2 separate regions of the Sus scrofa genome follow, and region 2 is linked to region 1. A link is a contact called in public Hi-C data. All regions are on one chromosome and are shown on one strand. The core of a region is the stretch at or near the end of the contact, and the rest is flanking DNA. Distances in the headings are between cores, read along the strand shown. Region 1 overlaps LOC106508312 (a long non-coding RNA gene). Region 2 overlaps COMMD1 (COMM domain-containing protein 1).

Region 1 (6,937 bases), core at 4,202-6,701:
CCATTTCAGGGATGAGATGTGACTTGCTGAAAATATTCTTCTCCTGTCTGCTCACTGGCCTTTCAATCAAGATAAAAAATGAGTCCTTTGCTTGGAGGTTTTGTTCTCTGCTCCAAGATCTCCTAGATCTTGAAAAAGTTTATTTCATACCATGGTGATCACTTCCCCTCAGGACAAACTTGCTCATTAAATTCCATCCTGCAAGGAGCTTTAGCAAAGAAGGTACAGGGCTGAGCATGAATTCCAAGGAAGGCTGCAGGAGGGAGTAAGAGGCGGGAGGAGGAAGGACCTGGGAGAGAGTCAAGGGGCTTGTCCTGCTGCTCCCCACACCCACTGGTTGGCTCACTGGCTGGGGTACCTCCTGCCAGCCCCTCCCCCCTCCTATCTGCTCATCCTCTCTCGTCTACATTTAAATTGTAGGATCATGGTGATGGGACAAAGCGTTCCTTTTTCTCTCAGCCGAATGCCCAAGACAAGCAGCTTGTGCTCATGACATTTCTCAAGCTCAGAGCATAGTGAAGTGCAACTTTTAGCCCTGAAAAAAAAAATCTGAATTTTAATTGGGAGGCTCCTGAGCGAGCAGTGTCCTTGACATTTGAAGGTGTGAGCTTTATCTGGAGCAGCTCTTTGGAGGTTGTTGAAGTTGAGCCTTTTAGAACCCATCATAGGTTTAGTTTTCATTTCTGTTTTTCAGTTACACAGCAGCAGAAGGTTCACTTAGAACAACCAACTTTATTTTTTTTTATTTTTATTTTTATTTTTTTTGTCTTTTTGCTATTTCTTGGGCCGCTCTTGCGGCATATGGAGGTTCCCAGGCTAGGGGTCGAATCGGAGCTGTAGCCACCGGCCTACGCCAGAGCCACAGCAACGCAGGTTCCGAGCCGCGTCTGCAACCTACACCACAGCTCATGACAACGCCGGATCGTTAACCCACTGAGCAAGGTCAGGGACCGAACCCGCAAGCTCATGGTTCCTAGTCAGATTCGTTAACCACTGCGCCACGACGGGAACTCCCAGAACAACCAACTTTAAACTTAAATGGCCATATTTTACAGAGACTGAAGTAAAGTAAATACTGCATTTTGTTATCTTATGTTAGTTTCCTCTTCTTTTTTCTTTTCTTTTCTTTTTTTTTTTTTTTTTTTTTTTGCCTTTTCTAGAGCCATACCCGTGGCATATAGAGGTTCCCAGGCTAGGGGTCTAATTGGAGCTTAGCCACCAGCCTATGCCAGAGCCACAGCAATGTGGGATCCGAGCCGCATCTTTGACCTGCACCACAGCTCACAGCAATGCTGGATCCTTAACCCACTGAGCAAGGGCAGGGACCGAACCCACAACCTCATGGTTCCTAGTCAGATTCGTTAACCACTGCGCCACGATGGGAACTCCTAGTTTCCTCTTCTTATAATTGATGTGCAGGGAGCATAAGCCCCAGACCTCCGTCTCCAAATGTGTCTTGTCCCATGGCTCCTCTTTGTTGCTGTGACCTTCAACAACTGCAGTCTTTACCCAGCCGTACCTGTTCCTAGCTCCTTCTCCTGACACATTCGTATGTATTCCAAGCATGACCTCTCTGTGTCAGTGTTTGTCAATTATGAAAATTGCTCCATTTGGTTGTGTTTACACAGACATACCGTTTTTTATTACAAACAGCCACTATAAAACGCCTAACATAGTGCTTTTGCTCTTTATACACATTTTCTCTATTTTTACATAACTGTAAGTTGGGGAATCCTATTCCCATTTCTCAGATAATGTCTGGTTACTGATAAAATCACCCCCAAATTCTATGGGCTAAAACCACTGTTTATAATCATTTGCTGGAGTTCCTGTTGTGGCTCAATGGGTAATGAACCTGACAAGTATCCATGAGGATGCAGGTTTGATCCCTGGCCTCGCTCAGTGGGTTAAGGATCTGGTGTTGCTGTATTGAGTTGTGGTGTAGGTCACAGACATGGCTTAGATCTGGCATTGTTGTGGCTGTGCCGTAGGCTGGCAGCTGCAGCTCTGATTTGGCACCTAGCTTGGGAACTTTCATATGCCATAGGTGTGGCCCTAAAAAGAAAAAAATCATCTGCTTACACTTGTGTTGGCTGGCTGGGTTCAGTGGGCTGGTTGGCTCTTGGACTCTCACATGTGGCTGCCATCAGAAGGTGGCTGGGGCTGGATGCCTAAGGTGGCTTCTTCACTCACAGGTCGGAGCAGCTGGAGGCTGACTGGGCATCTCTGTCTCCATCCAGTCTCTGCCTGCATCTTAATATCTAGTTGGGCTTACATGACCACCGGCATCCCCACAGCTAGTGTTCCAAGAGACCAAGTCTTCTCATGACCCAGCATCACTTCTGCTGCATCCTGTTGGTCATTATATGGTTGTCTCATTTCAGTGTGGGAGGGAACCACGAAAGAGTGTAGATACTGTGAGACAAGGCTCACTGCTGGGGGAGGGCATCTTTGTAGAATAAGAAATCAAGGCTTTGACAGGTTGTGTAATATGTCCAAGATTATACTTCTGATAAGTGACAAAACTGAGATCTGAACCCAAGAGGTCCATCTGACCCCAAAACTTAAGTCTTCTGTATCATTCTCTTTCTTATGATTGGTTGTTTAGGTTCTTTAGTATAGTACCTCAAATATTGTCTCTAGGATGACCTGTTGTAACTTCTGCCAGGCTGCTGACAGCATTAAGAGTGGCTTGGCTGAGTTTAAAGGGAAGAGACCAGATAAAATGAGTAGCATGACTACCCACAGCTCCAATTTGGACTATATTTGTAGAATGAAATCACCCAAGTGTTCTTCAAGAGGAAGGATTTTTCTTTAGTGACTGGTCAGTACAGCTGCCCTCCCCAAAGGACATTGATGAGCAAATGTCCCTTCAGACAGAATATGCATTGCCTAATGTGAAGACTGGTGATGTCAGGAAAAGCTGCAGTGAGAGGACAGGTGGAGTAATAAACATCCCTTATATTTGTAAGTGTCCTGCAGCTTTTAAAGCCCATCTATGTGGAATTCCTTGTGGTGCAGAGGGTTAAGGATCTGGTGTTGCCACTGCAGTGGCTCAGGTTGCTGTTTTTTTTTTTTTTTTTTTGCCTTTTCTAGGGCTGCTCCCGCAACATATGGAGGTTCCCAGGCTAGGGGTCTAATCGGAGCTATAGCCACTGGCCTACGCCACAGCCACAGCAACTCGGGATCCAAGCCGTGTCTGTGACCTATGCTACAGCTTACGGCAATGCCAGATCCTTAACCCACTGAGCAAGGCCAGGGATCGAACCCTCAACCTCGTGGTTCCTAGTTGGATTCGTTAACCACCGCACCACGATGGGAACTCCTCAGGTCACTGTTGAGGCTCAGGTTTGATCCCTGGTCCAGGAACTTCCATATGCTGTGGGTGTGGCCAAAAAAAAAATATAGCACATGTATGTATTTTATCAGTCAGGATAGACTGAGTTATGCTGCAAAAAAAAAAAAAAAAAAAAAAAGGAAAAGAAAATCTCCATAAATAACAACCAAGGTTCACGTTTCACTCACAGTCTGTGTTTCCTGCAGATGCAGTATATACGCTGTTCCCTCATCTTTTGCCTCTTTGCTGTAAGACCAGGGCGATGGACAGCCACTATTTAGAACATTGCTAGTGATCATGGCACAGTCACAGGTCTCACTCAGAAATCAAACCTTTGGCCCCCTATGTATCACTTCTGCTCAAAGTTCATTAGCCAGGAGTTCCCTCCTGCTCAGTGGGTTAAGGATCTGGCATTGTCACTGCTGTTGCTTTGGTTACATCTATGGCACCAGTTAGATCCCTATGGGATTTTCCTATGGTGCAGGAGCAGCCCAAACAAAAACCAAACCAAACAAAATAAAAATTAATTAGCCAAAGAAAATTATTGGCTGGAACTGACCACAGGGATACCAAGAAGGGAGTTCCCATTGTGGCTCAGTGGGTTAAGAACCTGACATAAAGTCCATGAAGATGTGGGTTTGATCCCTGGCCTCCCTCAATGGGTTAAGGATCCAGTGTAGGTCTTGGATGCGGCTTGGATCTGGCATTGCAGTGACTGTGGCGGAGGCCTCAGGTATAGATCCAACTCAACCCCAGCCCCGGAACTTTCATATGCCATGGGTGTGGCCCTAAAAAGGTGGGGGTGGGGGAGAAGGACACCAAGAAGTATAGGTATGCCCAGAAGGGAATAAGACCGAAATGACTATTTGGCAAAGCACTGATTACCACGTACAAATGACCTCATAGGTTTTCTTAGCAATCCAATGATGCAAAGAGTTGTGGAATTACCCTCATTTTCCAGAAGCAGTGGAGGAGGCAGCAGTAGCAGGAGAGCTTATTATATAGTCTGTGAATCACATCTCAGTGAAGCTGTTATTAAAAAATGAAAGGTTGGTGAAAGAAGGGGATGGTGGTGTATGACTTAGAGGGAAAATAAACCCTCTCTTTTACAAGGTTGGTCAATATACAGGCACCCTAGAGCTCCCACCCTGAACTCAAGAGAGGGAGAGGGGATAATGCAGGGGCTCTTAACTTGGTGTCCGTAGATAGAGGGGGGTGGTTCACAGTCTCATCCCAGAACTGCTGGCAAAATACATGTGTGTAGATGTTCAGAGCCACAGTTTGTACCAGCTTCCCAAAGACGTCTATGACCCCCAAAGCTTAATGGAAGGAATAATGGATCAGGAGTCAAGAACTGAGTCCTGGAGTTCCCATCGTGGCGCAGTGGTTAACAAATCTGACTAGGAACCATGAGGTTTCGGGTTCGATCCCTGGCCTCGCTCAGTGGGTTAAGGATCCAGTGTTGCTGTGAGCTGTGATGTAGGTCACAGATGTGGCTCGGATCTGGTGTTGCTGTGGCTCTGGTGTAGGCCGGCAGCTACAGCTCTGATTAGACTCCAAGCCTGGGAACTTCCATATGCTATGGGTGTGGCCCTAAAAAGACAAAAGACAAAAGACAAAAAACAAACAAACAATGGAGTCCTAACCCTCTTAACTAGCTGAGCAAACTTGGAAATTTATCTTCTTTATTTATTTATAAAATGAGAGTTGGGACTCATTGATATTGGTGCTTTCTGCCAGCTGGATACTTTGTGGACAAGCAGATCTGAGTTGCCATCTGGCTGTACCTTTTAATGATCGCATGCCCTTATGCCAGTTCTAGAACTTGCTCACACATCTGTCAAAGGTGAATACGGTTGCAGGCTTCTCAGAAGGATTGGGGACCGTGAGCATAGAAGACCTGGACATTACTATTAAATGATGCTTCCTGTGAATCTATGTCTGGTGTAAGTCCTGCTGAGCATTCAGTATTTTCAGTGAGTAATCATGGTCTGCCAGGAATTCAAGTTGTACTAAATCCAGATGCCTTGCCCTTGAGCGGATCCTGCTGTAGAAAGGAAGTCTGGGTGGAAGCCTTGCCCCGACTCATTCATGTACATGCCGTACCTGACTCATGCCTTGCCTGGGCTCCCCAGCAGGGCCAGCTCCTGCCCCTGCTTGCTTCTCTAGGCAGGTCCTGAGTCATCCTGGGCTAAGTCATGACTTGGACTGATGGCCTCCCCAAAAGGCTGAACCTACCAAAAGCACCTGATGGAACCACAAAACCACCCCCTTGGCCTTCCCAACTTTCTTCACTGGCCGTGTCCCATGTTATTGCTATTACAGCCATCATACCCCAGTTGACTCACTCCTTCCTGCTGTAGCTAGGGCAGGAGTTACTGCTCCTAGTTTAGTCTTGAGGTGTCTGAAGCCCAGAAAAGCAGGGCAACCTATTCAAGAAACATACTGAGCTGGCGGCAGCACTGGGTCAGGCTCCTGTCTCCTGGTTGCTCGTTGCCTCCTTGCATAATATCATGGTACTAGTTTTCTGTTGCTTTTATAACAACGTATAAAAGCAAATTATAAGCCACAAATTCAGTGGCTTAAAACAACATGAATTAATTAAAACAGCAATGAGATAAACAATGAGATATCATCACACACCTATTAGAAGGGCCAAAATCTGAAACTCTGACAACAGCAAATGCAGGTGAGGATATGAAGCAGCAGGAACTCTTACTCATTGTTAGCAGGAATACAAAATAGTATAGCTACTTTGGAAGATGGTTTGGCAGCTTCTGAGAAAACTAGATATGCCCTTACCATATGATCCAGCTGTTACACTCCTTGGTATTCACCCAAAGGAGGTGAAAACTTAGGCCCACACAAACATCTGCACACAGATGTTTATAGCAGCTTTATTCATAACTGCCTAATCTTGGAAGCAACCAAGATGTCCTCAGTAGATGAACAGATAAATAAAATGTGATACATCCAGACAATGGACTATTTTTTTTTTTTTTTTTTTTTGTCTTTTTTGCCTTTTCTAGGGCCGCTCCCACGGCATATGGAGGTTCCCAGGCTAGGGGTCGAATCAGAGCTGTAGCCACTGGCCTATGCCAGAGCCACAACAACTTGGGATCTGAGCCGTGTCTGCAACCCACACCACAGCTCGCAGCAACGTCCGATCGTTAACCCACTGAGCAAGGGCAGGGACCGAACCCGCAACCTCATGGTTTCTAGTCAGATTCCCTAACCACTGTGCCATGATGGGAACTCTGACAATGGACTATTATTGGGCACTAAAAGGAAATGAGCTTTCAAGCCATAAGAAGCAAGGGAAGGACCTTAAATGTATATTACTAAGTGAAAGAAGCAAATCAGAAAAGCTACATATAATTCCAACACTATCATGTTATGGAAAAGGAAATTGCAAAATTATGGGGACAGTGAAAAGATAAAGTGGTTCCCAGAGGGTTGGTCAGTGGGGTGAATAGGCAGACGTTTTTAGGGCAGTGAAAATACTCTGTATGATATTGTAATGATGGATACCTGTCCTTATGCATTTGTCAATACCCACAGAATGTACAACACCAGGAGTGAACCCTAATGTAAACTACA
Region 2 (6,247 bases), core at 1,915-4,414, 310 kb before region 1:
TAAAAATTTAAGTTTTTTTGTTTTTTTGTTTTTTTGTCTTTTTGCCATTTCTTGGGCCGTTCCTGCGGCATATGGAGGTTCCCAGGCTAGGGGTCTAATTGGAGCTGTTGCTGCCGGCCTACGCCAGAGCCACAGCAACTAGGGATCCGAGCCACGTCTGTAACCTACACCACAGCTCACAGCAACGCCGGATCCCTAACCCACTGAGAAAGGCCAGGGATCGAACCCAAAACCTCATGGTTCCTAGTCATATTCGTTAACAGCTGTGCCACGATGAGAACTCCTGTAGCTTATTTATTTTAGAAATAATAGTTTGTACTTCTTAACCCCCATCCCTATTCGTTACTTTTGGGAGTTTAGATGATAACTCATGAGATATATTTCTACTCCTCTGAAGGACTGGCAAACAATGTTACTATTTTATGTTACTGGACATATACATGATAAAGCAGCAAATACAGATTGCCAGTTAGAGTTTGTGGAATATTTTAATCGGCTTAAATGACCTGTAATAAGGTGTTTTGTAAGCTTTTTCTTTCTTTCTTAATCTGTATTAATTGAAGATTGATTTTTGGTTCTCCTTTTCTCAAAGCAACTATTCTAGGTCTGAAAACTTGACTTAGGTTGAAGAGTTCCTAGGAAGGAATATTTTAAAGAAAATTTCTATCTTTGATTTACCTATCAAATATAGTCAATCCTGCTTACAGCTGGTTTCTACAAATTCAAGGATACAGAGGGACAACTGTACTATGCCATTTCATATAAAAGATTTGACCATTCTTGATTTTGCTGTCTCTGTGGACACCAAGGCACAACTGTATTTACTGAGCCCCTAATATGCTATACCCTGCTTTGTACACAAAATGAATGTCATAGCCCATGTTGTAAAGAGTCCTGTATTATATGGTAAATGCCATAAGAAAGGTATAAATGATGTGTTCTGCTGGAATAGATCCTTATTTGGTAATCTTTTTAAACCACAGAAATATGAAAAGCCAGGGTTTTGTTTTGTTTTGTCCTAATGAAACATCTATATCTTTGACTCTGTCTTTTAAAGTTTTTTTTTTTTTTTTTTTTTTTTTTTTTTTGGCCACCCCTGTGGCATGTGGAAATTCCTGGTCCAGGGATTGAACTTGCACCACAGCAGCAACCCAGGCTGCTGCAGTGACAATACTGGATTCTTAACCCTTTACATCACAAGGGAACTCCCTAATGCCTTTTTTTTTAAATTAATGACTTTTATTTTTTCCATTATAGTTGGTTTACAGTGTTCTGTCAGTTTTCTCCTGTATAGCAAAGTGACCCAGTCACACATACATATATATACATTCTTTTTCTCACATTATCCTCTACCATGCTCCATCCTTAATTCCTTTTTTAAAAAAGCCATATTGGGAGTACCTGCTGTGGTGCAGTGGATTAAGAATCCGGCTACAGTGGCTTGGGTCACTGCAGAGATACAGGTTTGAGCCCCAGCCCAGTGCAGTGGGTTAAAAGATCCAGCATTGCCACAGCTATGGTGTAGGGTTGCAGCTGCCAGCTCAGATTCAGTCTCTGGCCCGGAAACTTCCACATGTTGTGGGTGTAGCCATAAGAAAAAAAAAAAATATTTGTGACACATGAAAGTTATATGAAATTTAAATTTCAGTGTCCATAACAAAATGTATGGTTACTTTTGCTCTACAAGGGTGGAATTAAATAGTTACAACAGAGATGGGGTGGTTGGCAAAGCCTAAAATATTTACTCTCTGCCATTTACAGGAAAATTTGCCAATTCCTGCTGGATACACCAGTGTTGAATATATCACAGTATGCTTGCCCACTCTACTCTTGGTGGGGATTTGAGAAGTTTCCAGTTTTTGCCTTATTATAAGTAGAGGATACTACATTTTATCCTTAAAAATGTAAACTTTTTTTCTCATTATGTTTCTTCTATTGATTAGAGAACACTATTTATTTAGAACTTTACTTTCTTTTATTTTTGGCTGTGCCTGCAGCGTGTAAAAGTTCCCAGACCAAAACCCATGCCATAGCAGTGACCCCAGCCTCTGCAGTAACATCTCCAGATCTTTAACTTACTTTTGCCACAAGAGAACCCCAGAAAATTTTGAGTATATAGTATAATATTGCTAATTATAGGTATAATGTATATGTAGTACATAGCTAGAGCTTATTCATCTTGCTTAACCCAAACTTTATGCCTGTTGATTAGTAACTATAATTAGTAAATGCCCATTACCCTCTAGCTTCACCTTTCCACTCTTTGATTCTATGAATTTGACTATTTAGTTGTCTCATGTAAGTGGAGTCGTGCAATATTTGTCTTTCTTTGGTTAGCTTATTTCACATAATGTCCTCAGGATTCATCTGTGTTGTTGTATATTGCCATTTTTCTTCCTTTTAAGGGCTTAATGGTATTATAATAAGGTTGTATGAGAACCACTTTTGATCAGCTCACATATAGATTGATTTTATAATTTTTTGTGTGGTTTCATTGGGCAGTGTTTTGTCCTGACAAATAAGTTGGAGGTAGGAACCTGTGCCCTGAACTTGGGTTTCTTTTGAACTCCTTCATGATTGAAGCTGCTCTTTGAAGCTGCAAGTAATTAAATACATTTATATATTTTGCTCTTTAGTTTTTATATCTCATCATACATTTTTTTAGTTTATCCAATAGTTCTTTAAAGGTCTTATGAACTAATACAGCTAATGCAGTATTTATCTTTTCTCTTGTTCTTATTTTTCCTTTATTATTAAGTCATATTTCCATAGGGTCAGGACTTTATCTCCTGTTGTAGACCTATGAACTTCAGCTGGTAGTGGAGCTCTGGTTATAATAGAAGATGACCTCTAAGCAATTCTGTTTCTTGAACAGTATTTTTTTTTAAACATAAATGTTAATTTAGGTACTTGAGTTGGATAATACACTAATCATGTGCTCTTTCCCTAGAAAAGCCTTTATGGTCTGTCAAGAGAAAAAAGAACGGGTATTTCTTTACTTTGTAATTGCTTCTGGAGACTTTCCCACACTTCCATCCCTGAACTGGCCACAAAAATGTTCTTTTAGGAAAGGCTGAATTCTTTCTCCATGAAGTTAAAGGCTAATGTGTTGCTTGGAGTGTTTAATAGGAAGAAACTTTCATAGTACTTCATCATAGTTTTTTTTTTTTTCCTCTTTGCTGACAGAGACAGAAGTCTCTTCCAAACTGGAAGAACATAAAAGATGAGTAAGTTATTGGGGGAAAGTAACTTGGCAGAATGAAAGCTAGTTGGTAACGGTGAGCTTCTACTGCAAAAGAGTGTAATTTGGAAACTTCCTGAACATTGGGTGCTCTCCTTGTGGCATATAGCCTAGCCACTTAACAACAGATCCAAATCACTGTTTGATTATCTGAGGAGTAGAGGGAATCATAAACCTAAAAGGAAAACCCTGGGTTTACTCAGAAATATATTTTCTATATTTAATTATAATACTTGAGACAAACATTTGCAATCATTTAAAATACATTAAATTCTTGAGTTTAGTCATTTATAGAAATACTGAATTGTTAATGTAAATATATTCTATTGGTCATTTTTTCGGAGAATTAAACCAACTCAGCCTTATTTTGTGGGGGGAGAGATGATTGATGAGTTTGTTTTATCTTTCTTTACCTACCTGTTGTGTATGTGTGTATTTTTTTTGATTGAATGATTCTTTAAATCCTATAGTGCTTTACAGTTTTCAGAAGTTTCACATATGATTTTATATAATCCTATAATATCCCCCCTTTTCCCCAATACCCCTATATTGCCCCGCCCCCAACTGGTAACCCCTAGTCTTTTCTCTATATCTGTGATTTATTCACCGGTTTGTCATATTTCTTTAGATTCCGCATGTAAGTGATATCACATAGTACTTGTCTTTGGCTCTCTGACTTATATCATTTAGCATAATGCCCTCTACCATGTTGCTGAATATGGCAAAATTTCACTCTTTTTTAGGTCTGGGTAGTATTTCATTGTATGTAGGGGTGTGTGTGTGTGTGTGTGTGTGTATCATATCCCCTTTTTTAAAAAATGGAGGTATAGTTAATTTACAATGTTGTGCACATCTTAAAAAAATTTTTTTTTCTTTTTTTAGGGCTGCACCTGTGGCATATGGAGGTTCCCAGGCTAGAGGTGAAATTGGAGCTGTAGCTGCTGGCCTATGCCACAGACACAGCAACGCCAGACCTGAGCCATGTCTGTGACCTATACCATAGCTCACGGCAATATGGGATCCTTAACCCACTGAGTGAGGCCAGGGATTGAACCTGCGTCCTCATGGATGCTAGTCAGATTTATTTCTGCTGAGCCATAATGGAAACTCCTGTCTTTTGGGGTTTTTTGATGGTTTTCTTTGCTGTGCAAAAGCTCATAAGTTTGATTTAGGTCCCATTGGTTTATTTTTGTTTTTATTTCTTTTGCTTTGGGAAATTGAACTAAGAAAATATTTGTGTAGTTGATGTGAGAGAATGTTTTGCTTATGTTCTCATCTAGGAGTTTTATGGTGTCTTGTCTTTAAGCCATTTTAAAAATTTTAAATTTAATTTTATTTATTTATTTTTTGGGGTGAAGAAGAAAAAAATAGCTTTAGTGCTTTGCCAGGCAAAGAAAGGTCACAGCAGGCTAATGCCTCAGAGACTGTGCCCCCGCTTAGGAAAGATTGGGAGGTGGTTTTATAGTTTGGGGAGTGAAAAATAGGGCCACAGATAGGGATCAGGGCAGAGGCAAGCTTGCATTGTTTTCAGAGCTGGTGTTCAGTGGTCTGGTGGTCTTCTTTCTGGTGTCTGGACCTACTGAGGTTCAGGTTCTTTGCGCCTCCAAGCAGAAGGAATTCAGTGAGACACAAAGTGATAGGCAAAAATAGATTTATCAAGATAGGACACTTGTGAGAGATGCAGGTGGGCAGGCAAAGAGGCTCTGCCTTTAATCCATGTTGAGTTTACTTTTGTGCATGGTTGAGGGTGTGTTCTAATTTCATTAATTTTCCCAGCACCCCTTGCTGAAGAGACTTTTTCCCATTTTGTATTCTTGCCTCCCTTGTTGAAGATTAATTGGCCATAGGTGTCTGGGTTTATTTCTGGGTTCTCTATTCTGTTCCATTGGTTTGTATGTCTGTTTTTGTACCAGTACCACACTGTCTTAATTACTGTAGCTTTGTGTTATTGTCTGAAGTCTGGGAGAGTTATGCCCAGACTTGTTTTTTTGCCTCAGGATTGCTTTGTCAGTTCTGGGTCTTTTATGGTTCCATATAAATTTTTGGATTGTTTGTTCTAGTTCTGTGAAAAATGTCATGGGTAGGGAGTTCCCATTGTGGCTCAGTGGTTAACAAATCCAACTAGGAACCATGAGGTTGTGGGTTCGATCCCTGGCCTTGCTCAATGGGTTAAGGATCTGATGTTGCTGTGAGCTGTGGTGTAGGTTGCAGACATGACTCGGATCCCATGTTGCTGTGGCTCTGGCATAGGCCTGGACCCCTAGGCTAGGAACCTCCATGTGTTGCGGGTGCAGCCCTAAAAGCCAAAAAGCTAAAAAAAAAAAAAAAAAAAAAAAATCGTGGGTAATTTGATAAGATTGCATTAAACCTGTAGATTGCTTTGAGTAGTATGACCATTTTAATGATATTAATTCTTCCAATCCAGAAGCATGGAATATCTTTCCATTTCTTTGCATCCTCTTTAATATCCTTGATTAATGTTTTATAGTTCTCAGCATATAAGTCTTTCACCTCTTTGGTCAGGTTTATTCCCAGGTATTTAATATTTGGGGGTGGATTTTAAAAGGTATTGTATTCCTTTTCTAATATTTCTTTGTTAGTATACAGAAATGCTGTTGATTTCTGAATGTTAATCTTTTTTTTTTTGGGGGGGGGTTCTTTTTGCCATTTCTTGGGCCACTCTCATGGTATATGGAGGTTCCTAGGCTAGGGGGTCTAATTGGAGCTGTAGCTGCCAGCCTATGCCACAGCCACAGCAACTTGGGATCCGAGCCGCGTCTGCGACCTACACCACAGCTCATGGCAATGCTGGATCCTTAACCCACTGAGCAAGGCCGGGGATCAAACCCACAACCTCATGGTTCCTAGTCAGATTTGTTAACCACTGAGCCATGATGGGAACTCCCTGAATGTTAATCATGTATCCTGCCACTTTGTTGAATTTTTTGATCAGTTCAAGTAGTTTTAGTGTGGAGTCCTTAAGGTTTTCTATATATAATATCAGGT

Evidence for each region. Hi-C and Micro-C count contacts between places; a contact is called where the count stands out from the background.
Region 2: a Hi-C map of embryonic fibroblasts shows a contact between it and region 1, with 4 times the contacts expected there. The contact joins two enhancer-like sites. A contact is called at or near these places in 3 of 47 Hi-C or Micro-C datasets (alveolar macrophages and embryonic fibroblasts) and 1 of 2 datasets of contacts at active chromatin or transcription factors (alveolar macrophages).

What each region holds. Positions count from the first base shown.
Region 1 is chr3:79,588,120-79,595,056 of Sscrofa11.1, reverse strand. The region is part of intron 1 of LOC106508312 (a long non-coding RNA gene); the gene reads left to right. Among named protein-coding and RNA genes, the nearest start is that of B3GNT2, 110 kb to the left of the region's middle. Within about 2 kb of position 5,451, at least 11 of the 83 cell types and tissues checked have an H3K27ac peak or open chromatin away from gene starts, as enhancers often do. A contact at or near this core is called in embryonic fibroblasts, where this site is marked.
Region 2 is chr3:79,893,863-79,900,109 of Sscrofa11.1, reverse strand. All of the region lies in intron 1 of COMMD1 (COMM domain-containing protein 1), which reads left to right. Among named protein-coding and RNA genes, the nearest start is that of COMMD1, 17 kb to the left of the region's middle. Within about 2 kb of position 3,164, at least 3 of the 83 cell types and tissues checked have an H3K27ac peak or open chromatin away from gene starts, as enhancers often do. A contact at or near this core is called in embryonic fibroblasts, where this site is marked.